2 separate regions of the Podarcis muralis genome follow, and region 1 is linked to region 2. The links are chromatin contacts, called in public Hi-C maps. All regions are on one chromosome and are shown on one strand. The core of a region is the stretch at or near the end of the contact, and the rest is flanking DNA. Distances in the headings are between cores, read along the strand shown. Region 1 holds the start of HIBCH (3-hydroxyisobutyryl-CoA hydrolase). Region 2 holds the start of WDR75 (WD repeat domain 75).

Region 1 (4,449 bases), core at 1,636-4,135, 440 kb before region 2:
TGAGGCTGTAATATGGGATGTTGCCTTGCAGTGTTTTGGTCCTTCGATTTCACAGCCTGTTCCAGAGGGAGTCATTAGGACTTTTCAGGTCCAGCCCCAGGAACTATTTAGTAGGGTGTTGCAGGGTTCAATCTCTCTTATGCTAACTAACATTTAGATGAAGTCGCTGGGCTAGATTCTCCAGACGATTGAAGTGTGTCATCATGAACGTTCCAGTATAGCATGCCCAACCCTATTAAAAATAAAATAAAATTTCTCTTTCCTATTTTTCTTTTTACAATGTTTCTACAACAAAAATTAAATCTAAACAAAAACCAACCTTCTCTTCTCCTCCCCTCCCCTCCCCTTTGCGGTTTCTTATTTACTGCACAACCAATTCCAACCTATTTGTGAATTTAATCTTTTTACTCTCTGTAAGTTTTGGTTTTTTTACTGCTTGTGTTTATGTCAATCCTGCCAATGTTTTTGATTGTTTACAATTTGTCTACATATATTAAATAATTTCCCCACTGTCTGTTAAAAAAGGTCTCTCACCTTGATTTCTTATTCTTTTGTTAAGTTTCAACATCACTGCATATTCCATCAGTTTTAATTGCCAAACTTCTTTTGTTGGGACTGTTTCTTATTTCCATCTTTGGCATAGAATTCAAATGAGACATTTGATGGTACTTTTCTTGATAAGGCAATATGGGAGTCATCTATTCTGAATGAATTATTATGCAGCACTTGAAAGCTTTTCAGTTTAGCTTTTTTTCACATATAGGTTTTCAGGGGATGTGTGATTTAAGAGAGCTGCTGGATTCTGATGATGTGTTGTGGAGAGGAGTGCTTTTTTTCCATCTCAGGCCGGTATGCTAACTACACTCCTTGCTTTGATAAGAGATTGGCACATCCAATTTTGCTGCCTGAGTTGAAACGGGAATGTGCCCCTCCTGCCACTGCCACCCCACCACTTACTGGGGTTGTGTGAGAGAGGTCTGCAAGATCTCACTCATCGGGGAGCTGCTTCCTCTGGTGCTCTGCCTCATCCCCACCATATATAGGTTAATAGCTGAAAATCCCCTTAAAACCCTATTCATGTGTATCATACAACCTATGCCAGCCATTAGCAACAGTTATTAATAGTACACAGATGTACTGTATGGTTTTTAATCTCTGTGTAATAATAATAATATTTTTTTATTTATACCTCGCCCTCCCCAGCCAAGGCCGGGCTCAGAGCAGCTTACAAGCAATAATAAAAACAAGTTGAATGATTACAACTTAAAAACAAAATTAAAATACAACATTAAAATATTAAAATGTAGCCACAACGCAGGAGGAGAAGGAAGGGAAAAAAGAAAGAGAGGGAGGGAATCAAATTGGCTCCAAGCCAAAGGCCAGTAGAAGCCAGCAGCATTGTACGCACTTCATAAAAATATATATTAATACAATAAAAGCATTTATGTTCTCCAGTGTATTAGTGTCTATCTAATCCACGGAAATTCCAGCACTGTGTCCACTCGTGCACACATACACACAAAACAGAAATACAGCAGGTGCACCTTTCTCCATCATTGCAAGATGGGAAAGACCTGCTGTTGAATTTTTGATGCTATGCTACAGTTAAAAAATACAGCTTTCAGGGGACTGGGGGAGGGAGACGACAGCCCTTTCAGTCTGTCCACGGCACGACTGTGTGATGCAAGTGTTGCACACACCATCCGTGGGCACTGCCAGTGGGGCAACAGCTGAGTGGTGCAGCAATAAAACTGCTAGCACATTCGCTTGTTGTATTTCGTTGGTGGTGAGAGAGGTTGGTGGTGGCTTAGGGTGTGGTTGGTTGTCTTTGGTTGGCTGTAGTGAGAATTGTTTTTGTGTGTGTGTGTGTGTGTGTGTGTGTGTGTGTGTGTATTTTTGAACCACTCATACAAGTAACACTGACAGGAAACCCCACACATTCACTAAGTAGAATAATAGAAGCATAACCACCCGACCCCACCCAACTTATCACCCCCACCCGTCTTCCCCCCTCTTTTCTTCCTAATGGTTTAAACCAATTCATGAACCAATAACCACCTTTTGTAGTTGACCTCCTTTGTAATGTTTTATTTTGAAATCTGTTAAGATAATATTTTAGTTTTCTGTTAATTGTATACTCTGTATTTGACTTGTGTTATTGATGTTTTAATATTCTGTAAGCCACTTTGAGATTTTTCTAAAAAATGTAAAGCGGTATAGAAATGAAATTACAGTGGTACCTCGGGTTACAGACGCTTCAGGTTACAGACTCCGCTAACCCAGAAATAGTACCTTGGGTTAAGAACTTTGCTTCAGGTTGAGAACAGAAATCGCACGGTGGCGGTGCGGGAGACCCCATTAGCTAAAATGGAACCTCAGGTTAAGAACAGTTTCAGGTTAAGAACGGACCTCCAGAACGAATTAAGTTCTTAACCCAAGGTACCACTGTAATAATAACAACTTATACATTGACCACTAATAATGAACCATATGTTGTAGATACTACTACACATTCATTATGCTATTTTTGTGATATACAAATGACACGAGAAACTTGGTATACTTATTTGTGTAACATTATTCTAGTTTATAAACCCCAACTCCCACCCCCAAAGAAAACCGCTAGCACATTTGCAAAGCTAAGCAGGGTCTGGTCTGGTTTCAAACTGGATGGGGGACTGCATTGTTGAGAAGGTTGGACTTAGATGACCCTTGTCATCTCTTCCAACTCTATAATTCTGGAGGCTGGTGCGGTGCAGGAAGGCAGAGAGTCCTGGGAGGTGGAGATGGGAATCAGGGGGGAGAAGGGAGACAGTCGTTTATCAGAGAGGCCTCCAGGTGGCGTTAATGCCAAGAAACAAGGAGGCCTCCCACGTCATAGAGAAAGGGAAAGCAGGTGATGGAGAAAAATGTTTCTACTCGCTTCCCCAACAAGTAAGGCATTGTATTCCACTTTCCGGTTTCTGGGATAACACTTCTGCGTGCATCTGAATTACTGCGGATTAGGGTGGGGAAGAATCATGGAGTCAGAAGGGATCCCCAAGGGCAGGGGTCAGCAAACTTTTTCAGCAGGGGGCCGGTCCACCGTGCCTCAGACCATGTGGGGGGGGGGGCCGGACTATATTTTGGGGGAAAATATGAATGAATTCCTATGCCCCACAAATAACTCAGAGATGCATCTTAAATAAAAGCACACATTCTACTCATGTAAAAACACCAGGCAGGCCCCACAAATAACCCAGAGATGCATTTTAAATAAAAAGACACATTCTACTCATGTAAAAACATGCTGATTCCCGGACTGTCTGGGGGCCGGATTGAGAAGGCGATTGAGCCTGATCTGGCCCGCGGACCATAGTTTGCCTACCCCTGCCCAAGGGCCATTTAGTCCAACCCCCTGCAATGCAGGAATGGCAACTAAAGAATGGGCAATAGATCAACCTTTGCTGCAATCTAATGAGAGTGGGGTGGGTTTTTTTTTGGGGGGGGGGGGGTTGGCTGGAAACGCAAAGAAACCTCTATCCCACCTGCAGTGTGAGCAGTGGGCTCCATTGCAGGGCGGCCGTGAGCCTCTGCCTGTCCACAGCAACGTGGAGGCAAGAGCACTGGGCTACACTGAAGGGTCGTTGTTGTGTGCAGCTTCCCGTGCAATCTTATTAAGCGCATCTGGGTTCAATGGGACTTGGTTGTAGTGTATTAAAAAGGGACTACACGGCAGGGTTGTCGTAAACCGTTCCTGCAGTCACGGCCATAACTCCCTTGCAAAAATATTTAAAGGCTTAAAAAAAATTAAAAATCGCGCAAAATAAGACCCATTGCCGCTGTCCAGTCGCAGCTACGTCATAAGGTTCCCCCCATTGATACTTATGGGCAGCTCTCACGGTCAGGATTGTGTTGCCAAAGGGAACTCGGAAACGCCGCGTCCGGGCTATGCGATGCGGCTCTTTCCTTTTACTTGATCTCTTGCTTCCTTTCCACTCCCCGGCCTCTCTAGGCCGCGCGAACTCTGTGCTCTGAAAAGTTTCCCAAACCGTTGACGCGCTAAGAGTCAGCTGCGCGCGCGTGCATAGCGGCGCAGCCACGTGATGTCATCACCTCGCGCCCTGCCGGCCTCCTCTCCTCATACCCGTCGAAGCCGTGCGTTAGTGGGCGAGAGAGCGCCGGTGGCAGGATGGGGCTGCCGGCTGTGGCTCCGGTGTTGAGGCGGAGGCTTCCCAGGTTAGACGAGGCCGGCGGCCCTGCGAGTGGGGCGAGGGCCGAGAGCGGCGTCGAGAAGCGCAGCTCCGCCTACCTTTCCTCAGGAGTAGCCTTGAACGCAGTGGGAGCTTACTCCCGAGTAGCGGGGCCTGCGCCGCGTAGCTTTCGCTGAACACTTTTATTATTACCGTCCTGGCTGACGCTATAAACTTCAACCAGGCCATTGGATTACTAGCAGTCCTGCTAAATGTG
Region 2 (4,373 bases), core at 1,201-3,700:
GGGGAGATTTTAAAATGCTGGGGGTCGGCAGCGAACGCTTCGCTCCCGCCCGCCAGCATTTTAAGATCGCCCGGGGCAGCGGAGAAGTCTCCGCTGTCCCGGGAAGGCAGGCGGGGGGGGAGCAAAGACTTTTGCCCCCCGCCGGCCTTCAGAAGAGGTCCAGGACCTCTTCTGAAGGCCGGCTGTGGGTGAAAGTCTTTGCTCCGGAGATTTCCCTATGGGCTTTCGTCTTGCGAAGCAAGCCCATAGGGAAATTCGTCTTGCGAAGCGCCTCCGAAACAGAAAACCCTTTCGTCTTGCGGGTTTTCCGTCTTGCGAGGCATTCGTCTTGCGGGGTACCACTGTAGTTCCAGGAAGTCTAAGGACTATTAAAAAGGCCAGTTTATCAGAAGCCTCTTTTACTCTGGATTGTTTGTACCACATAATATATGCACTTTTCAAAACTCTAAGGGGGAAAGGTATGGGCTCAGTGGTAGAGCAGAAGGCCTGGGTATAAGACAATTTCTTATGCTGATCTAGTGTAACACTCCTCTCCTCATTCATTACTTTTACTGTTATAAAGATCTTAAAAGCTTGCTGATAAGGTAAAGGTACCCCTGCCCGTACGGGCCAGTCTTGACAGACTCTAGGGTTGTGCGCCCATCTCACTCAAGAGGCCGGGGGCCAGCGCTGTCCGGAGACACTTCCGGGTCACGTGGCCAGCGTGACATCGCTGCTCTGGCGAGCCAGAGCCGCACACGGAAACGCCGTTTACCTTCCCGCTAGAAAGCGGTCCCTATTTATCTACTTGCACCCGGGGGTGCTTTCGAACTGCTAGGTTGGCAGGCGCTGGGACCGAGCAACGGGAGCGCACCCCGCCGTGGGGATTCGAACCGCCGACCTTTCGATCGGCAAGCCCTAGGCGCTGAGGCTTTTACCCACAGCGCCACCCGCGTCCCCAGCTTGCTGATACTGGGGCACAAATCCCCATGAAGAAAAATTCACTGTTTTAACAGAACATACCTCCTATCCCTACATTTAATTGGCAGAATCAGCACTACCACAGTTGCCACACAATGCCCGTTCTGCATTTGCAATTATAATTTGATAGTTTAGTGTAGCAGCGCCTGCGCCTTGAAACTCCCTGCCTGTTGAGAGCAAACAGGGGCCTTTGCTGTACTCATGCACCGGTGCCCACTAAAAATATTCTTGGTTGACAGCTGGGGTCATCTTAAACTTGCTTTAATGTTTTAACTTTTGTGTATCTTAGAATAGGGCAGTAAATTTTGCTGGGCATTCTTCTCTTTTTTAAATTGTGGTAGTCGTTGTCTGAAACCATATTTTTTAGGAAATTAAAAAGGGGAAAGATTGGAACAAAACCAACCTGAACAGTGCACCTCAGACTGTGTGCGATCCTACAGCCCACTCGGCCTTATTTAGAAAAACCCACAAAACACGACGGGTGTGTGTGTGTTATTGGGTTGTTTTTATTTTTGTTATGTATTTTGCGTTTCTATGTTGGTGATTTTATGTTGTAACCGCCCTGCGACTTAATGGAACAAGGCAGTATACTATTAATTATAGCAATTATATCTTGGCAATTATTATTTAAGGGACCCCTGACCATTAGGTCCAGTCGTGACCGACTCTGGGGTTGCGGCGCTCATCTCGCTTTATTGGCTGAGGGAGCCGGCATACAGCTTCCAGGTCATGTGGCCAGCATGACTAAGCCGCTTCTGGCGAACCAGAGCAGCGTGCGGAAATGCCGTTTACCTTCCCGCCGGAGTGGTACCTATTTATCTACTTGCACTTTGACGTGCTTTCGAACTGCTAGGTTGGCAGGAGCAGGGACCGAGCGAGGGGAGCTCACCCCGTTGCGGGGATTCGAACTGCCGACCTTCTGATCGGCAAGTCTTAGGCTCTGTGGTTTAACCCACAGCGCCACCCAATAGTAATTATTATTACAACAACAATAAAGATAATGAATCTCACCGTGTGTCTTATAAATAATAAAGTGTCTCAGCGTTTGTCTTAATAATAATGAATAATAATAATAGAGTCTTGGAGTGTGTCTTAATAAAAAAAAAATAATAGTCTCAGAGCATGTCTTAATAAATAATAATAATAGTCTCAGCGCGCGTCTTAATAAATAATAATAATGTGGAGTCTGAGCGCGTGTCTTAATAATACTAATAATGTGGAGTCTAGACGCGTGTCTTACTCGGGAGTAAATTCAGCCGCGTTCAACGGGGCTGACGCCGCCGCCCCGCGGCTTAAGCGGTTGGCATTCCTGAAAAGCCCCCACTGATCCCCTCAGCGCCACTCACTTCGAATCGGCCGAAAAGACCGCGCGGCTCCCGCTCAGCCAACTGCCGCCGCAGCGAACCACGCGGAGCTGCTCGCGCGCCACCATCTTCCCTCGACGACCTCCGACCTCTGACCTCCCCCGACCCTCCTCGCTCCTCCGGAAGGAAGAGTAAAAGCTCCGTTGCCGCTCTAGCCCAAACCTTCCCTTAGAACTCAATAGCACCGCCCTCCTCCTCCTCCTCCTCCTCTTTCCGCTCTCCTGTCACGACGTTCCAAGGGGTTAGACCCGTACTTCCGGTTTTCTTGCAATTGAAGCAGATAGAAAACAAAAAAAGGGGACTATAGAGATGGAAAGGAATGGGATAGAAAGAGCTTTCAAAACAGAAACCGGAAGAGTGACGCTCCTCTTTTTCTAGGCTCTATGGACTGAAAGTCCGCGTCAGGGTCTGGCAATCGGCTCCCGGCCAGGAAGAACGGGGCATAGAGCTAGAAATGGAAGAGTCGCGCAATCCTTATTTTGCATAAGACTGAGTTGGGTCTCCATCTCGCTTCCAATGCTATGTGAAACGACGCAATATAAAGAGTTCACGGTTAAAGGCGACTTTCCTTTAAATAAAAAACGTTGAGTTTCATTCATTCACATTGTTTTTAAGGGAGGCGGGGCTGCAGCCTCGTGCCATTGCGCGTTTATTCCGCTTGAGTATAAACGGCGTGGTGGCCATTGCGTGATTTTTGTTTTCCTTGGCGCAGGGGGTGTTATGGACAGGTCAAAGCAGGGTATAAAAGATAAAGATAACCCGTTGATGGAAGCAGTTCTGGGGATTAATTATAATGATGAATGAAGAATAATAATTTTGTTATTTGTAGCCCCACCCGTCTGGCTGGGATTAGAATTGGAGCCACTCCTTTAGCTAAAACAAAATCATGGTGCGTGTGACTTTTTACACTTATAATCTTCTACACCAGCGCTTCCCAAGCTTGTATGTTGTGACACGTTAGTGTGTTGGCTGCAGTGTGTAGGTGCATGGCAGGAATGCTCCCTGCGCTCCTTCAGGGGCTGGAAAGGGGCTAGTTTAACCTCTGGTTTGCTATTAAAACTGAATTACTGTGTCACAAAATGATGCAAAACTGAATTACTGTGTCACAAAATGATGCATGTCTAAAAAGTGTCTCCAACATGAAAAGTTTGGAAAGCTCTTCTCTACACAAACGTACGTGTATGTACACACACACACACACACACACACACACTGTATTTACTCGAATCTACTGCTCACCTTTTTTGGCCAAATAATGTTGCGAAAATTAAGGTGCACATTAGATTCAATGGCACATTTACATTCGCCAGCAAATACTTTTTTTCGTTTCAAGGTTCTGAAAATTGAAGTGCACATTAGACTCGAGTAAATATGATATATAGTCTCTGTTATGTGCTGAAGTTCTCACCCTGGGCCAGCAGAGGGATACTGTAGATAGTTCAGGTCCACATATGCAAATAAGGGATCGAAAGTGACGTTCAGTGATTGGATAGTTACAGAAAGTTGTTACAGTTACGTTGTACTGGAGCTCTATATAAGCAGGCTGGCTGAACCCTTCAGTCCAGTTCTGTTCTGACCTGTGAATAAACAAGAGCTGTTTGGAGAATCGCTGTGTCGTCTGATATGTTCACCCACAACTTAACAGTCTCCATCGTTTGAAGGCAGTATCAGTTTCCTGCTCAAGAGCCTGCTTTGCACCGTGCTGAGAGACCTGACCCTCAAGCTTATTTTAAAAACAAAACGCAGAGCTGTAAGCTTAAATATCATTGATAGGCTTATCTCTGCAGACATTTGCCAACTGAATACCCAGTTGCGGTTGAGCCTCTGGGTAAGGGAAGCAAGAGTTGTATGCACTGGAAAGAGCTAGCCCAGCTCGCCTTGATTAAATAGGAAGAATGATAGAGAATGTGCTCCAAAATGGATTAATTTATTTAAAGGGTACAAAAGGAAAAGTGATCTGCTGGGAGTAAACTGGAGAAGAGAGATGTCGGGGAGTTTTCTAACTCTAGATTTCGACACTGACTGTTCATGAAAAATGAATTAAAATAT

The links. A called contact is a pair of places that touch in the nucleus more often than the background predicts.
Region 1: a Hi-C map of blood shows a contact between it and region 2, with 10 times the contacts expected there. The contact joins the promoter of HIBCH here to the promoter of WDR75 in region 2. A contact is called at or near these places in 2 of 3 Hi-C or Micro-C datasets (blood and tail).

The regions. Positions count from the first base shown.
Region 1 is chr1:119,612,415-119,616,863 of rPodMur119.hap1.1, reverse strand. HIBCH (3-hydroxyisobutyryl-CoA hydrolase) reads left to right here and starts at 2,885. Exons shown (of 14, transcript XM_028750450.2): 1 at 2,885-2,934. The coding sequence starts at 2,900.
Region 2 is chr1:119,171,720-119,176,092 of rPodMur119.hap1.1, reverse strand. It overlaps WDR75 (WD repeat domain 75), which reads right to left and starts at 2,450. Exons shown (of 21, transcript XM_077917259.1): 1 at 2,307-2,450. The coding sequence starts at 2,392.